Linked DNA regions of Hordeum vulgare: region 2 is linked to region 1. The links are chromatin contacts, called in public Hi-C maps. All regions are on one chromosome and are shown on one strand. Each heading gives the region's core, a stretch centred on a gene start, on an enhancer-like site or on the middle of the called end of the contact. The rest is flanking DNA. Distances are from core to core; before and after follow the strand shown. Region 1 holds the start of LOC123447556 (flavin-containing monooxygenase FMO GS-OX-like 8). Region 2 has its middle 71 kb from the start of LOC123450923.

Region 1 (5,007 bases), core at 743-3,242:
CATAGACGTGTCGATTGAGAAGAATGAGTGCACTCAAACTTCGCTAACATTGGCATTTCGCAATTAGTGCATGAAAGTAGATTAGTCAACTACAAATGGTATAATTTTACTAGTCATGGATTATTTATTTAGTCTTATCATGATATATAACTTTGTACAAACATTCATATAGAAAATGAAGGACGGAGTTATGTTCCAAAAATTCTCAACATCTAAGGCGACTTGTATAACATGATGTAAGCGGAGCAAAAACGCATGTCACTAACAGTAGAAAAGAAAATGCCTAGAACTATCTCCATCCGTAGGTATATGAATTTATCCAATAATGCATGTAACCAAAGTGCGTACATTTATATATTTATATAGATAATATAATTATTTGCACCACAAATCTCTTGGTAATACAATTATTATTTGGTAATGTATTAATTTAGAGACATGAGGTTTATTACGCATGGGGCATGGCCCGCGCATCAGCTTCAACGTCATCGGCAACAGTCGACATGGATTTTGCTCGAGGTTGAGCAGCCAGCTTCAAGTCGAGCCATGCCTGCACGCCCTTCCGCACGTTCTCGCTGTCGTCGGCGCGGTCGCGGAAGGTCTCCACGTCGGCCATCTTGCTGGCGATGCTGGACATGACCAGCTCCTTCTTCCACTCCTCCACCGGCGCCAAGTCGGAGTACTTCTCCCCGAGCTCGTACATCTTCTGAGGGTCGATGCCGCCGATGTTGTGGGTGTGCTTCCACGGCACGCCGGCGGCCTCCCTCGCGCGGAGGTGCTCCTCCACGGACCGCACCATCTCCTCCTCCGCCGGCAGCGTTTTACGGCCGGACAGCACCTGCGCCACCCACCGCGCCTGCACCTCGAAGAACCACGGGATGAGGACCTTCCTCACCACCCCCACGAAGGAGAGCGACGGCGGGAACACGTGCTCGAACAGCGGGCCGACGACGTAGCCGTCGCTGTCGACGGTCACCGCGCCGCCCGTGTCCAGGAACGGGAACGAGTAGGTGTACCCCGTGCAGTAGATGACCGTGTCGGCCACGACGGAGGAGCCGTCCGCGAACTCCACGCGCCCGTCGGCGTGCAGCCGGCGGATCCGCGTGTGCAGGCGCAGCACGTCGCCGTGGTTGGCCAGCATCCTCGACACGTCCGGCGTGGCGGCCGTGGCCTCGGAGCTCGCGGCGAGGTGCACCTCCCTGGCCACGCGGCAGAGGTCCAGCGCGATGTCCTTGCCGCTGTCCCCGCACCCGGCCACCACCACCGCCTCGCCGCGGAACGGCTCCGGCGTCCTGTACGAGTGGCTGTGCAGCTGCCGGCGCGTCCACTCACCCATGCCCTGGATGTCGGTCGGGAGCATCGGCTGCGAGTGGTGGCCGTTGGCCACCACGACCGCGTCGAACACCTCCTCCTTCTCCCGCGACTCATCGTCCTCGGTGCTGCCGAGGAGCCGCACGGACCTGACCGTCCACTGACGCGTCGCCGTCGTCGCCGGGGCGACGTGCAGGACCCGGGTGTTGAGCCTGACGACGTCCATGAGGCCGAAGGCGTCGCAGAAGTCCCGGAGGTAGCAGTGCAGCTCGCGGTGGGCGGGGAAGCGGCGTGGGTCGCGGCCGGCGCCTTCCCTGGGCAGGAACTGGAAGTCGGAGAAGCCCATTGCCTCCCGCGGGCTGATGAGGCGGAGGCACGCGTAGATGCTGCTGGGCACGCGCACCGGCGCTGCGGCGCCGAGCGGGTCCTCGCCGTCGGTCAGCGGGTCGTACAGCCACTGCCCGCCGACGTCGCCGCTCTGCTCCATGACGGTGACGGCGTGGCCCTCCCGCCGCAGCTCGCGCGCCGCTGCCAGGCCGGCCACGCCGCCTCCAACCACGCACACGCTCTTGGACTGCAGCGCCGGCTCGCCGTCTCCAGCAGCCATGCCGACGCCGATCGGTTGGTCGACGGTTGACGCTCTGCTTTCCTCTGTCACCTTGGTGGGTCGATAATATGATTGCTAACACACCACGATGACTGTCATCCATGTATATTTTTATTTTATTATTGGACACCACTGTCACCCATGTGTTAGTTAGCCAGAGGAGAAAAACAAATAAAATTGAGTCGTTCGTCGCACAAACAAAAGGATAAAATTGCAAGATTTATTTGTATGGATGGAAAACAAGTTGGTCCTGCAGCGTTTCGTTAAAAAAATAACCTGGTCGATCATGTCCTTGGCCGTGGCTCTTGTTTGCACGCCGACGTCAGCGTGATCAGAGCATCTAGAACAGCCGGACAGACGCCCCTAAAATATGTGGTATTTGAATGGGTAACATCAAATGTGCGTACTTACCCCTCCGTGCCCAAATATAAGTCTTTTAAGATATTTTATTAGGTGTCTACATACAAAGCAAAATGAATGAATCTATACTCTAAAATATGTCTATATACATCCTATGTAGTCCATTAGTTGAACCTGTAGAAAGACTTATATTTAGGAACGAAGGGAGTAGGAAACAATTTAGGTGCTTTGCATGAATTTAAAGGATAAAATATGTGGTATTTGAATGGGTAACATCAAATGTGAGGTTTGATCAGTCATTACGCGCGGACACATTTACGAGTGTTTAATGAACAGGATTTGCAAGTCTTTACGTAATAACAATAGAATTTGCCCCTAAAATTCGCATGAACTACCGCAATGCCACCGGTAAATAGAAAAATGATTCTTTTTTTTTTCCAGAAGTTTCTTGTAATTCAACAGGTAACGATCCCTCAATATCTACCTCTTTATTTTTACTATTAATAAAGCACATATTGCTTCTGTGGTACGTCATGAAAATTGCCTCTGAAGTTTGCATAAATTACCCACCATGCCACCGCTATGTAATAGAAAACGTTTCACAAAGCGAAAAATCTCGGACTGGCCCGGCCCATGTAAAAGCCTCCTATATTACGCTCTGCACCCTGCAAGAATATCCAGCACACCGTATGGGCCGGCCCATGCACATGCGCCAGTTTTTTTAGTTCCGTTTATTTATTTATCTTCAGTTTCATTTTATTTTTCTATTTTAAGTAATTTAGACCTTCAAATAACCTTTAAACTTTTAATAAACTGAAAATTCTAAATCAACAAATTTTAATAAATCAAATGTTTGTGACTTCAAAAACTGCTCGGAGTTTTTGTAAAAAATGCTCGCATATGCAATAAAATGTTTGCAAGTTTGAAAAAATGTTTGTAAGATAAGAAAAGTCCATGATTTCAAATCAAACTCCATGTATTAAAAATTATTAATGCATTTGTTAATGTCAATTCAAAATATGTTAATGCATTTCAAAAATGTCCTAAAATTTTAAAAATAGATAATGCCTGTTTTGATAGTTTCTTTTTTTATTTAAATTTTTCCGTTCCATTTTTGTTTACTTCTAATTTAAATAATTTAGAATTACAAAAGCATTTGCATATTGAAAATAGGAATTTTGAATTAAAATGTTGACGAAAACATAAAATGTTTGTGGATTCGAAAAAGGCACCGGATTTTTATATTACATTTTTGCAAATTTCAAAACAATGTCCGTGAATTTAATAAATACATTACTGACTTATAAAAATGTTTGTTTATTCAAAAAAACTTCATGCGTTTCAAAAATGTTTGTGAATTTAAAGTAAATACTCCAACATCTAAAATTATGTTCGCCTTTTCTAGAATTGGTCGCCAATTTAAAAGAAAATATTTAAACCCGTTCGAAATATAAAAATATTCATGATTTTTAGTAAATGTTTGTAAATTGTAAAAAATGTTCTCGATTTGAAAATTGTTCTCATATTTGTAAAATCGTCCATGAAAGATCTAATGTGTGTAGTTAAACATTAATGTTTCTAAGTCTCTGTGAAAATATACCCGTGTGATTTTTGAAGAATTAACTGTTGGATGGATCGGATAATTATTGTATGTTTTCAAAAAAAAATCTTGAAATTAAGAATAATTCTTTGAGTTACCAAGATTTTTGACAACCATGATTTTTTTTGAAAATGTAAAGATTGCTTTAACTTGTGAATAAATTTTAAAAAAGAAATATTTTCTTGCATTTGTGCACAAAATTTCAAAATCAAGTGATGATGTGTGAATATAATGTGGTCATCATCATTGAAGATTATTTTTTTTTTCTTCCGTTGCAACGCACGGGCCATTTTCCTATACTAATAAAGCAAACAATGCTTCTGTCGTACGTCATAAACATTACCTCTAAAGTTGCTCAAAATTACCCACTATGCCATCCATAATCAAAAGAAAACGGTTTTTTTTTTATTACAAATCGCTCCGTCCTGTACTGGTTTATAAGAGGTTGAAGCGCTGTTTTGGCAACAAAGCTAAGCTAGCATACTGGCGAGAGCGCGTCCCTTGTCCTGGCATACTGGCGAGAGCGTGTCCCTTGTTCCCAGGACACCTGGGTTCGAATGCAGGTTGATGCAATCAGGCAATTTTTTTCCTTTTTTGTTTACCTTTTCTTCTTTTCTCCTATCAGGCTGATTCAAATCAAAGCGATTTTTGTTTAATTATTTTTATTCTTCTATCAAGCTGATTCAAGTCAAGCGATATGAATTAGGAGGAGAAGATGAAATGGACTATTTGTCAAAGAGGCCAACTATCTATGATAGGTTGTCAGATTGTTTATTTTTTTCCCTTTTTTGTTTACCTTTTCTTTTTTTCTCCTATCAGGCGATCCAAATCAAAGCGATTTTGTTTAATTGTTTTTCTTCTTCTATCAGGCTGATTCAAGTCAAGCGATATGAATTAGGAGGAGAAGATGAAATGGACTATTTGTGGAAGAGGCCAACTATCTATGATAGGTTGCCAGATTGTATACCACTAACTAGACCGCGAACAATTTTTTTTTGCCCCAATGGCCTCTGGATTAGTTTATCTTGATTACTTTCACTCATGTACGACAGTATGCATGCGAGCACAACGGCGCCCGACGTACACAACATCGACCAGATATGCATACAGAGTGGTTGCTGGATGTTAA
Region 2 (4,809 bases), core at 1,381-3,880, 130 kb before region 1:
CAATGAAGCCCTTGAGGAAGGCAGTCCAGCTCCACATTTACAATTCCCACAAGGGGAGACACTTCATCATTTATTTGCGATTGCCCGTTTGCTAAAAGGTGTGACATTATGTCCGTCCTAACAAAGACGCAAACATATATGTCTTTTAAAAAAAAAACTTTTGTTCATGTCATGAGCATTGAGCAAATTGAATGTTACTTTCTCAACGGAGATCACAATCGTTACTGCTTGGGCCATTTGGATGAGCAGACGTAACAAAATTTTCATAAATTAGGATCCGACCTTTCAAAAGTGGAGTTACATATTTTTGAGAAACTTTGAGAGCTCGTTCTTTTGGGATTTGAGATAAAGAGGAGTTATGGTTATTATTTCAAATCATGGCTAGCTTCGCTTATCTCAAGCCAGCTTGCATGTACAGACTTTCTTTTTATGTGGTATATAAAAAATAGTACGGTGGGGGTTTGCCCCACTATTTTTCTTCAAAAAAGAAGTGTAAAGTGAGCATTGTTTTTTTTTTTTTTTGCGACAGTAAAGTGAGCATTGTTGAAGTGGGGAATACAAGGTTCGAAAGAGAAGGTTAGGTAGAAGTGACACGACCGATCTATCTGGGAAACCTAGGACAGAATATTACCACATCTATATATGCTGCATTCTTTGATACCGTATTGTGCTGTCTCCACGATTTATCGGATAGGCACATCTTTTTTGCCGTTTCGCGCTCATGGTTTCTAATTCTGGCTCCAAGAATATGGGACCATCACTTTGTTAAATAAGATCGAACATCTGATTAGTTGTAGTATATATGTTTATATATCGTCTCATGCAAAGAAAGCATCGTGTGCTTTGCATGCATATATGTGCAAACCCATTTGCATCGTCACTAACAAAAACTAGTAAGCTTCCGTAATCACCACTTCACCGAGCGGCTATATAAGTTGCTGAACAAATGCCTCCACCCTTTCAACACCCAACCAGTAGCGACTAGTGTAGCCTCCAATATGGCCAACAAATCATCATCTGCTTCAGCCTTTGTCGCCATGGCCATCGCCCTCCTCCTGGTCGCGCACTTCATCTCCATGCAGGGGGTAGTTCATTGTGCGAGGAGCGCAGCGACAACCACGGTTCCCGGGAGGGTCTCCGGGGGAAGCGACGGCATGAGAGACTTCCCTGCCGTCGAGTCCATGGTCGACAAGGAGACGACCCCCGGCCATAGCCCCGGCCCTGGTCACCAGGGCCAGGGGCCTTCCAAAACTACGGGTCCACCGTAATCGGTCGGTCGATTACATGCAGGCTTTCGTAGCAAGTTGTGGTATATATCACGAACGGAGGCATCCGGTTTCAATCGGCGTTGCCTAATTTGTGTACTACGTGTTTGCTTCATGATATATACAAGTTTACACTATGAGAATAATAGGTTCCAGAGGTCTGCTCTTTCGGCCAGCTTCGTCGTTCTTGGTCCGGACGAAGTATGAGTGATCTTTGACTGCACTCCTTCTATCTAGTTGACGTGTTATTTCGTAAAAGAAAAATCTAGTTGGTGTGTTTATATGTTAAAGAGGTGGGCGTGCTCACTGCAGCCATGCATCTCCTAGATCTTGTCATGCACCACGTGCACAGATCGCGGCCATGCATCTTACTTCCTCCGTTTTTAAATATTAGCCTTCTAAGAGATTTTACTACAGACTATATACGAACCAAAATAAATGAATTAACACTTTAAAATATATCCATACACACCTGCATGTTCTCTGTAATGTAATTTTTTAGAATATTTATATTTAGAAACGGAGAGAGTATTTCATGCATAAAGAAAAGAACCGGGAAACCGGTCTAGCTACAATCAGGGTTTAACTAACTGGATCCATGCCATATACCGGGAGTAGTATCATTGGAAATTGAACCTGCTCTTGAAAGGAAGAAAGAGAAACATATGCATTGATTTTGTATCTGAATAACTTACCCATGCGCAAAAGGCGAAAATATGGGCGTTCCCACCTCAATTCAAGGCTATTCAACTAAATGCACCCATAATTTTCGAAACTAAGCATAGTAGATGATGCCCCGACGCGTTGCTGCGAAAAACTTGCTAAAAGAATGCATGAAAGTTGCTACAAATAAAATCTATAACTAGTGGAAAGGGAATGTAATTTTTAAAATGAAAAAAGGTATGAAAAGAGAAAAGAATGATTGCAATTAGATGATTGTCATTTCTAACAAATATGTGAATGCTAACTACATATGTTTGGTGCAATCGACAATCACATATATTGGCAATACAAAATCTAATGCAAAAAAAAAACTTATGATTAACATGAATAAACTCATAAATGGTGCTTGCATGATAGAGTAATACAAAAAGCAATGTAATTTATGACTTGCATACATAATTTGCTCATGTAGCATAGTTGCATGTCTAGGAAAAGTAGCTAGTGGGTGACATCTATTTAGAAATAGAAAATATACTGTATATGGTAAGTGTAAGTATAGAAAATGGGAGTGTCCATTTGTTACGTACATTGAAAAAAAAAGTGCTGCACTTTCATTTTTCCACCATCAGACCTTCATCCAACAGTCCAAAACAGACCAACACTGTTAGCACGGTTAGTCGCTGTCACTCCCAGCGGTCGGAACTTCTACCTGCCGCTAGCTGGGGCAGCGGGTCGCTCCAACGCAAAGGGGGCGCCGACTGGACCGGCCCATCTTTTTTTTTGTCTAAAAAAGTGGATAATATTCATTTTTTTCCTTTTTTTCTGCTTCTTTTTTCCATTTCTTCTTATATTTTTCCTTTTTGACTCGTTTTTCTTTCCGTTTTTCTTTTTTTTCTTTTTTTATCCAAACTAACAAATGTTGAATTTTCAATCATTTTTTAAAAAACATGAATCATTTTTAAATCAGAGACCTAAAATAAGTAGATTTGTTTTGAAAGATCGTGAACAAATTTGGAAGCGCGGACAATTTATTAAAGCACGAATTTTTTTTGAATATGGAGAACAAAATTTTGAAAAAACCTGAAGAAATTTAAAAGTGCAAAGAAATTTTGAAAGCACGAAGACTTTTTGAATTTTGAGAACAAATTCTCAAATACAGAATAACTTCAAAAAATATGAAAAATATTGGAAACGCGAACAACTCTTTAAGGCACAAACATCTCTTGAATCTTGAAAATAAAATTTTGAAAAGGAGAGAACAATTTTTTTTAAAAATCGATCAAATTTGAAAGCGCTAAGAAATTCTTAAAGCACTAACATTTTTTGAATTTTAAGAAGAAATTTTGAAATCGGGAACAATTTTAAAAAATCATGAACAAATTTGGAAGCGCGAACAATTTATTACAGCACGAACATTTTTTCAATTTTGGAAGAAATTTTTTGAAACGAAGAACAATTTTGAAAAACCCCGAACAAATTTGGAAGACCGAACATTTTTTGAATCTTGAGAACTAATGTTTTAAACGGAAAATGATTTTGAAAACCCCGAACAAATTTGGAAGCGCGAATAAATTTTTAAAGCACAAACATTTTTTGAATTTCGAGAACAAGCTTTGAAACCAAGAATAATTTTGCAAAATCCGGAACAAATGTGGTAGCGCGAATAATTTCTTAAAGCATGAACATTTTTTAAATATTAAGAAGAAATTTTGAAACCGAGAACAAAATTTGAACAAGTTTTCAATTTGTAAACAAATTTTGAAAAAAGAGAAACATTTTACGTAAAACAGGAACATTTTTTTTAAATGTGAAAACAAGAATATTTTTCATAAACAGTGACCAATTTATGAAAAGGGGAACATTTTTTGAAATATCATGCATTTTCTGACTACGAGAACAATTTTTGAAACACGATTTTTTTTAAAATATAAACACATTTTGGAAGCAGGAAGATTTTTTGAAACACAAACACTTCAATATAATTGGTGAACAAAGTTTTGAACACGAGAAATTTTTTTGAAATTCAACAAATATTAGAAAATTTCAAACAAAAAAAATAGAAAAAGCAAAGAGGGAACTAAAGTGAAGGGAATAACGAATACCGAAGCAATCATATTTTTTTCAAATTAGCGAACATTTTCTTGAAAATGTTGAACATTTTGTACAAATTCCAAATAGTTTTGGAATCTATAAATGTTTCTGAAAAACTACAATTATTTATAATCTACAACATTTTATTAAAGCAAGAATATTTTATGAATGTCAAGAAACGTTTTCAAACGTGAACTTACTTTAAAAATAATAAGCATAGAATAAAAGAAAAAGGAAAGAAACAGAAACAGAAAAAAGAATTAAACGAAAAAACGAAACAGGAAAAAGGACAAAGAAAAGAGCAAAACCGAAATTGCTTGCACAGGGAGATGGGACGGCCCAGTTGGTTGCGCCCCTGTGCGTTTGGCAGACTATTTGATGCAAAGAGCGTCAAGTAGTCTTTTCGGTCCTTGTAGGTCCCTCAAGACCGGCTATCTTCATTTTTACCTTTTTGTGTTTTCTTTATATTTTTTCTTGGGTTTTTATTTGTATTTAAACCTTTTTTAGTTTTCTTTTTTCCTTCATTATACTTTGGTTTTCTTCGTGTTCTCAATTTTTTTATTGTTCTTTCTTTCTTTGCACGGTTCTGTTCTTGGTCCATTTTTTTAGTTTTCTTTGTTTTCTTCAGTTTTATTTTTGCTTTTTTTATTTCTTCTTTGTCTTCTTTTATTGGTTTTTTAACATATTTTATTTTTTTCCCGGCACACAATGTAAATTTTCAGAGCACACAAGAAACATTTTACGGATGCACACTGGGCATTTTTCCAATACATGTTTTCTATTTTTTAGT

What was found. Hi-C and Micro-C count contacts between places; a contact is called where the count stands out from the background.
Region 2: a Hi-C map of seedling shows a contact between it and region 1, with 2.9 times the contacts expected there. The contact joins the enhancer-like site here to the promoter of LOC123447556 in region 1. A contact is called at or near these places in 3 of 6 Hi-C or Micro-C datasets (leaf and seedling).

The regions. Positions count from the first base shown.
Region 1 is chr4H:605,871,513-605,876,519 of MorexV3_pseudomolecules_assembly, reverse strand. LOC123447556 (flavin-containing monooxygenase FMO GS-OX-like 8) reads right to left here and starts at 1,992. Exons shown (of 1, transcript XM_045124161.1): 1 at 307-1,992. The coding sequence starts at 1,918. The coding sequence ends at 449.
Region 2 is chr4H:606,003,307-606,008,115 of MorexV3_pseudomolecules_assembly, reverse strand. No RefSeq gene overlaps it. Among protein-coding and RNA genes, the nearest start is that of LOC123450923, 71 kb to the right of the region's middle. Within about 2 kb of position 2,630, at least 2 of the 3 cell types and tissues checked have open chromatin away from gene starts, as enhancers often do. A contact at or near this core is called in seedling, where this site is marked.